Regions from separate parts of the Mus musculus genome. Here region 1 is linked to region 2. The links are chromatin contacts, called in public HiChIP or PLAC-seq maps. All regions are on one chromosome and are shown on one strand. Each heading gives the region's core, a stretch centred on a gene start, on an enhancer-like site or on the middle of the called end of the contact. The rest is flanking DNA. Distances are from core to core; before and after follow the strand shown. Region 1 holds the start of Alk (anaplastic lymphoma kinase). Region 2 overlaps Alk (anaplastic lymphoma kinase).

What was found. HiChIP or PLAC-seq counts read pairs in DNA pulled down with a chosen protein or histone mark.
Region 1: a contact with region 2 is called in an H3K4me3 HiChIP or PLAC-seq map of forebrain, with 6 times the contacts expected there. The contact joins the promoter of Alk here to the enhancer-like site in region 2. A contact is called at or near these places in 6 of 39 promoter capture datasets (3T3-L1-derived adipocytes, cranial neural crest, embryonic stem cells and 3 more), 2 of 484 Hi-C or Micro-C datasets (cortical neurons and forebrain) and 5 of 115 datasets of contacts at active chromatin or transcription factors (embryonic basal ganglia, embryonic forebrain, embryonic stem cells and 2 more).

Annotation. Positions count from the first base shown.
Region 1 is chr17:72,602,866-72,605,632 of GRCm38.p6, forward strand. It overlaps Alk (anaplastic lymphoma kinase), which reads right to left and starts at 1,442. Exons shown (of 29, transcript NM_007439.2): 1 at 163-1,442. The coding sequence starts at 844.
Region 2 is chr17:72,042,117-72,044,816 of GRCm38.p6, forward strand. All of the region lies in intron 5 of Alk (anaplastic lymphoma kinase), which reads right to left. Among named protein-coding and RNA genes, the nearest start is that of Gm41613, 86 kb to the right of the region's middle. Within about 2 kb of position 1,420, at least 92 of the 459 cell types and tissues checked have an H3K27ac peak or open chromatin away from gene starts, as enhancers often do. A contact at or near this core is called in cortical neurons, embryonic basal ganglia, forebrain and 1 more, where this site is marked.

The DNA of each region.
Region 1 (2,767 bases), core at 192-2,691, 560 kb after region 2:
TCTATTGGGAAGTTACTATGTTTAAGCACATAAAAAGAAACCACGGGTCTAAGTTCAAGTACGATGAAAAGGGGGCTAGAAGAATAAGAGTTAGTTAGCAGTGTCTACATGTCGTATAACTAAAAATGCAAATCCCAACACACTCTAGTGGGAGCTGCTCACCCGTCCCGAAGATCTGGAAGAGAAGGCGGGGCTGGGAGGCTCGGATCGCACTGGATAGCCTTCCCTCCCTGCCCACTTCCGATGCCTTCTTCTCAGGCATCAGGCGGATCCTCAGCCTCCCTTCGCCGTGGAGAATCCACCAGCTGAACAGCTCGCTGAGGTTGAACTGGAGTATCCCCACAGCCGCTACCTCCTCTGGGGGACCAATACAGCCTTCAAGAATCGTCTCCTCGCCCAGCTCCAGCACCAGCTGTTTGGCACGCCTGAGCTTGCGCACCGAGCCTCCCTTCAGCACCCTGGACAGCGTCGGACCCGCCTCGGGACTAGGAGAACTGGCTCCATCTGCCCAGGAGATTCCAGGCAGTGGCCCCAGCAGCCTGAGCAGAGGCTCACAATCCAGGGCCAGTGATCCCCGCGCCTCCAGCCCGCCAGCCTCGGGCTCCGAGGGGGACCGTGGCTGCGGTAGCAGCAGGTCTCGGGCATAGACGCGGAAGAGCGAGGGTACAACGAAGTCCACTGCCAGACTCTTCCTCTGCAGGCGCGAATAACTGAGCGGCTCCCGGGGCTGCAGAGGAGGCCCTGAGGCTGGGGAACCCGCGCGCTGATCGGTTGCAGCTCCGGAGTACGAGGCTGCTGCCAAAAGCAGTGGAGGCAGCAGCCACAGGAACCCAGCAGCTCCCATCCCGCTGGAGGGCGAGTTTACACTAGTCTCCCTTCCCTTGCTGGTCCAGCCTCGCCCTTCACTCTCCCCCAAACAGGAAAGGGCTCCAAATAGTCCTTGGTCCTGAATGGCTCCTTCCACTAGATCTCAGGGACTGTGTGTACACTATAGAGCGCCCTTGCTTTTCCCAAGCTACAAGGAGGCGAGAAGGGTTCTCAGCAAAACGGAAGACAAAGTCAGGGGGTAGTTCGGAGACAGTGAGACACCCTGGGCTCAACAGCTGGATCCTGCGCCTCTCGCCGTGCTGCGCCCCATTTGTAGAGGCCTTTGCTCAGGGACCAGGGAGGTGGCAATTAGGTACCGTTCAAGGAGCCCTCGGCGACCAGAGCTCTCCTCTTAGCTTCCAATCTTCTGCAACTTTCCAGGCTGTGAACCGTGGCTCCGAGTCGGTCACTGTCTTGCCCACGTCCTCCGCTCCTGTCACCTCCTCTGCGCTCCTTCCCAGGTCTAGGCAAGGACCACCGGAGGGGGCTGCTTTCTAGCGCCCCCTCAAGTGACCTCCGCTGCAGGAAGTCTTCGGATCGATCACCCTGCCCGCTGAACTTCTGGGCGTGAACACGAGCTCTGCGTTGCGGAGAGGAGGCTCCCGCTGCCTCCACGCGCGCAAGTTTGCAGCGTCCTTGCCGTCACCGACGTCTTGGTTCCTCGGAGTTCACTCCCAAGCACCCGGGCGGCCCTGGCCGCTGGCGACTAGTGAAAACATTCCGGGCAGAGGAGCCCGCAATGTAGCCAGCCCCCTCCTCACCTACCAGCAGCGCCCGCGGTTTTGTTGACTGGCCAGGGGGCGAACGGAAAACGTCTTACTGCCCCCCCGAGAACCGCTGGACAGAAGCAGCGGGAGGTGCCAGTTGCCACCGCTGCTGCCGCCCCCAGAGCCGCTGGATCGCATCTGCCTGGGCGCCCGCCACTTGCAGCTGGCAGTGCCGCGAGCGCGCGCCGAAGGGGGGCGGGGCCTCCGCGAGGGGCGGGGCTCTAGAGCGAACTCAGCGCAGCCGCCCAGCCCACGCAGCCGGCCCCGCCCCCTTCCAAGCCCGCCGGCCAATGCCGCTGCGAGATCTGCTCCTATGCAAATCTGCAGAGGCCTCAGTATTCATTGAGAAAAGCACCAAGCCCGCCCCGCCTCCCGCTGCTGGTGCCTGTTCCTTCCTCCAGATTGCCTGCCCTATTTCTCCGCTGTGCGAACAAGAGAGTATTTTGGATAAATGGGAAAACTGGAAGCGATCGTTGCAACCAAACACTCTGTCTAATTATACATTTAACAGATTAAATGTGTCCGACTTCAGAGGAGCAGGTTCCGGAATAAATCTGGAGGCAAAGAAAAACCAGAAGGAGGCAGGGGTAGCGAGGCCCTGCAAGATTCAAGAGCCTTGGAGCCTTGAAAGGGAACCTTCTCCAACACTCCTGTTATTTGAAAGCATTCCTGAGAGCCTGAGTTGTTCTTCTTCGGCTTTAGCCGCAACAAATGCTGTCAGACCTGTCAGCCACTTGGTTTTCTCATAATGGTGTCTGCACAGGTTTCCAGACAGAAACTGGGGATGAAACTCAGAGCCTTCTATAAGACAAGCGAACGCTCTGCCGCTGAGCAACCACCCCACCACGACACTATTTGTTTATTCACTTTTTTTATTTTGGCCTTTTTTGAAATACGACCTCGTTTTTGTAGCCCAGGCTGGGCTTGAACTCACTACACTGCCTAGACTGACTAGGAACTCTTGGAAATCCTGTTCCGGCTTTTCAAGTGCTGGGATTTGGGATTACAAGCATAAACCACCACACATGAGACGGATATTTTTAATTCCAGTTCTGGATCATTTGCTCATGTGAGACTTCCAAGCCCACCCTCCAGTCCTCTTGACTGCTACTTTGCCCTAGCGGTCCATGAGT
Region 2 (2,700 bases), core at 170-2,669:
CTTCCTTCCCTCCTCCCTTCCCTCTCTTTCCCTCCTTCCCTCCTCCCTTCCCTCCTCACTTTCTCCCTCCTTCCATTTTTTCTTCTTTTCTCCTCCTTTCTGTCTTTTTTTTTCTTTCTTGATCAGGTCTTACTTGGTAGCCATGGTTTCTTTTGAACAATGAAAGTAACAAGGAGGCGGAGTTAAAACACTTAGTTCTGCTATTATCTGCTGTCCGTGGGAGACAGACCACGGGAGAAGTGATGGGTTGAGACCAATGTTGAAGTGCATTTTCTTATCCTTTCTGGTCCCCATTCATCTCACAGCCACAAATGTTAAGAAATGGCCATACGGGGTCCTGGGTGACCTAAATAGGAAATAGATCCCCAAGTCCCTTATTCATCACTGGCTGGTACATTAGTCTCATTAATAACTAGGGTTTAATCCTCCACCTTCAAAGAGAATTTCATTACCCCAAACAATAATTTTTTTAATTACCAAGACAGAGTGACAACTGCATATTGAGTACTAAGGTCGATTTAAAACTAATAAATACTTTTGGAAATTCCTTGAACATTTTAATGAATTAAAAGTTATGAAATATTTATAAGCAGTAACAACACCATTTAGTACCATTAATAAAATAAATACATTAGTCAGAGAATGAAATTCATTACTATTTTACTACTAGACACTGATGTCAATGATGGAATAGTGCTCCAAATTACTTGTAAAAGAGACCAATTATTTTAGTGTGATTAATCTTTTCAATTATTTCTTTTATGTAGTTGTAATTTGAAAGTAATTTTCTTCTGGGAGTACCATGACCTCAGCACATTCATTCTTTATTTATTTATATTTAAAAGCCCTTTTTGGATCTAGCCTCCACTCCAGGGTTAGTTTCAATGGTTCAATATTTAAAATAGTAGCCCAAGCAATCGCTATTGTTCCTAGGCACTCTACAGACATTTATAATTGGCTTTCTTAGCGATTATGAGTAAATCATTCCAGAGTAAGGACGTCATTGCCAAAAGTAGCTGTTCACTGGTGGGGAAAGGGAAGCCAGCCAAACACTTTCTTGGTCTTGTGGCCTGGCTCTGCTTGGCTGCTTCGGAGTCCAGTCTGATGGGAAAGAAGCATGCGAGCAGCATGACTAAGGAGTTCCTCAATTTCCAACCGTCCCCACAGGATCCAACAATATTAGTTCTTTGCAAGGCACAAAGACTTCTAGAGACCAGGTCACAAAAATGATAAAGGAAATGACATTATCAGAGGTTAAAGCATCAGTTGTGGGGGAAAGAAGAGAGGTTGCCTTTGCAACCACAAAGCAGATCTAGGCTATTAGAGTCTGCTGGAAATAAGGTAGCTTTCCCTCCATGGCTACGGCTTGGACAAGGCACAGATGGAAGGCAGAAGGTGGGTGGGACTCTGCCAACACCCACTGGGAGAGCTGTGCAGAATTATTCGGCTCTGCTTCCAGAATGAAAAGACTCAGCTTAGTCAAGGGATGCTTGAGAGAGGAGGAAGTGGTATTTATCATGCGGGGCACTGGCTAGGAGCTCTGCACACAATATCTGTTTTAATCTCCCAACAAAGCTATAATTATGTATTATTAGCCTATTTAATGATGAAAAAAAAAACAACCAAAGCCCGTAGATTTGAAAAAAAAAAAAAAACTCTTGCAAGCTCACGAAGGTGGTAAGCGACAGCTCTGAGCTTCCACACTCATTTGGTCTGATTTAAAAGCCCATAATCTCCCTCCTACATTAGGATAAGCAAACCTTTATTGAGCGCTCACCATGAAAACAGTGCTCTTAGTTGCTAATTGAGACACGGGGATTTAAAAAAAACAAGACTTTGATTCTAGGAAGTTAGCATCTATTGAGTGAGACGTATAAATAACTGCGCAGAGAAGTGGATTGTTCTAAAATAGAAAAGCATGGAAACAGAATTCTGAAATGAGACAGAAAATAGCGTCTCAGCTGAGAGCTGAAGGATGTGTGGGGCTGCAGAGCATGGACCGTGAGGCAGGAGCATGGGCAGGAGGACCTTGGAGGGCTGGAGGTGCTTGGGAAGGTATGAGTAGGTTTCAGTCGCCAGATGAAATTATGACTCGTGGGGACATGCATAGTGTATACATTACTGTGTGTGTGAGATGCATGTGTATGTGTGTCTCTGTGTGTACCTGCATGTGTGAATGAACATACACATGAGAGAGGGGGAGGGGAGGGAGGGGGAGGGGGGGAGGGGAGGGGGAGGGGGAGGGGGAGGGGGAGGGAGAGGGAGAGGGAGAGGGAGAGGGAGAGGGAGAGGGAGAGGGAGAGGGAGAGAGGGAGAGGGAGAGAATGTGTGTGTGTGTGTGTGTGTGTGTGTGTGTGTGTTACACACATGGAGACCAGAGGTTGGCTAAGGGTATGTGTATGTGTGTCTGCATGTGTGAATGAACATACACATGAGAGAGGGGGAGGGGAGGTTCTAGTGAAGGTGACTTGCTAGTGAACCCTGGGGAATCTTCCTGTTTCTGCTTCTTCAGTGGTGGAACTATAAGCAGGTACTACCATGCCTGTTAACTAATTAATTACAACGTGGGTTCTGGGGACTGGCTCAGGTCCCCAGTGTTTTACTGACTGAGCCACCTCCCCAGCCTGACATAATTTTAATGCTTACTTTTAAATGACTCGGCCCACTGATAATTAAAGGTAAGAGGTCCTGGTGACAGAG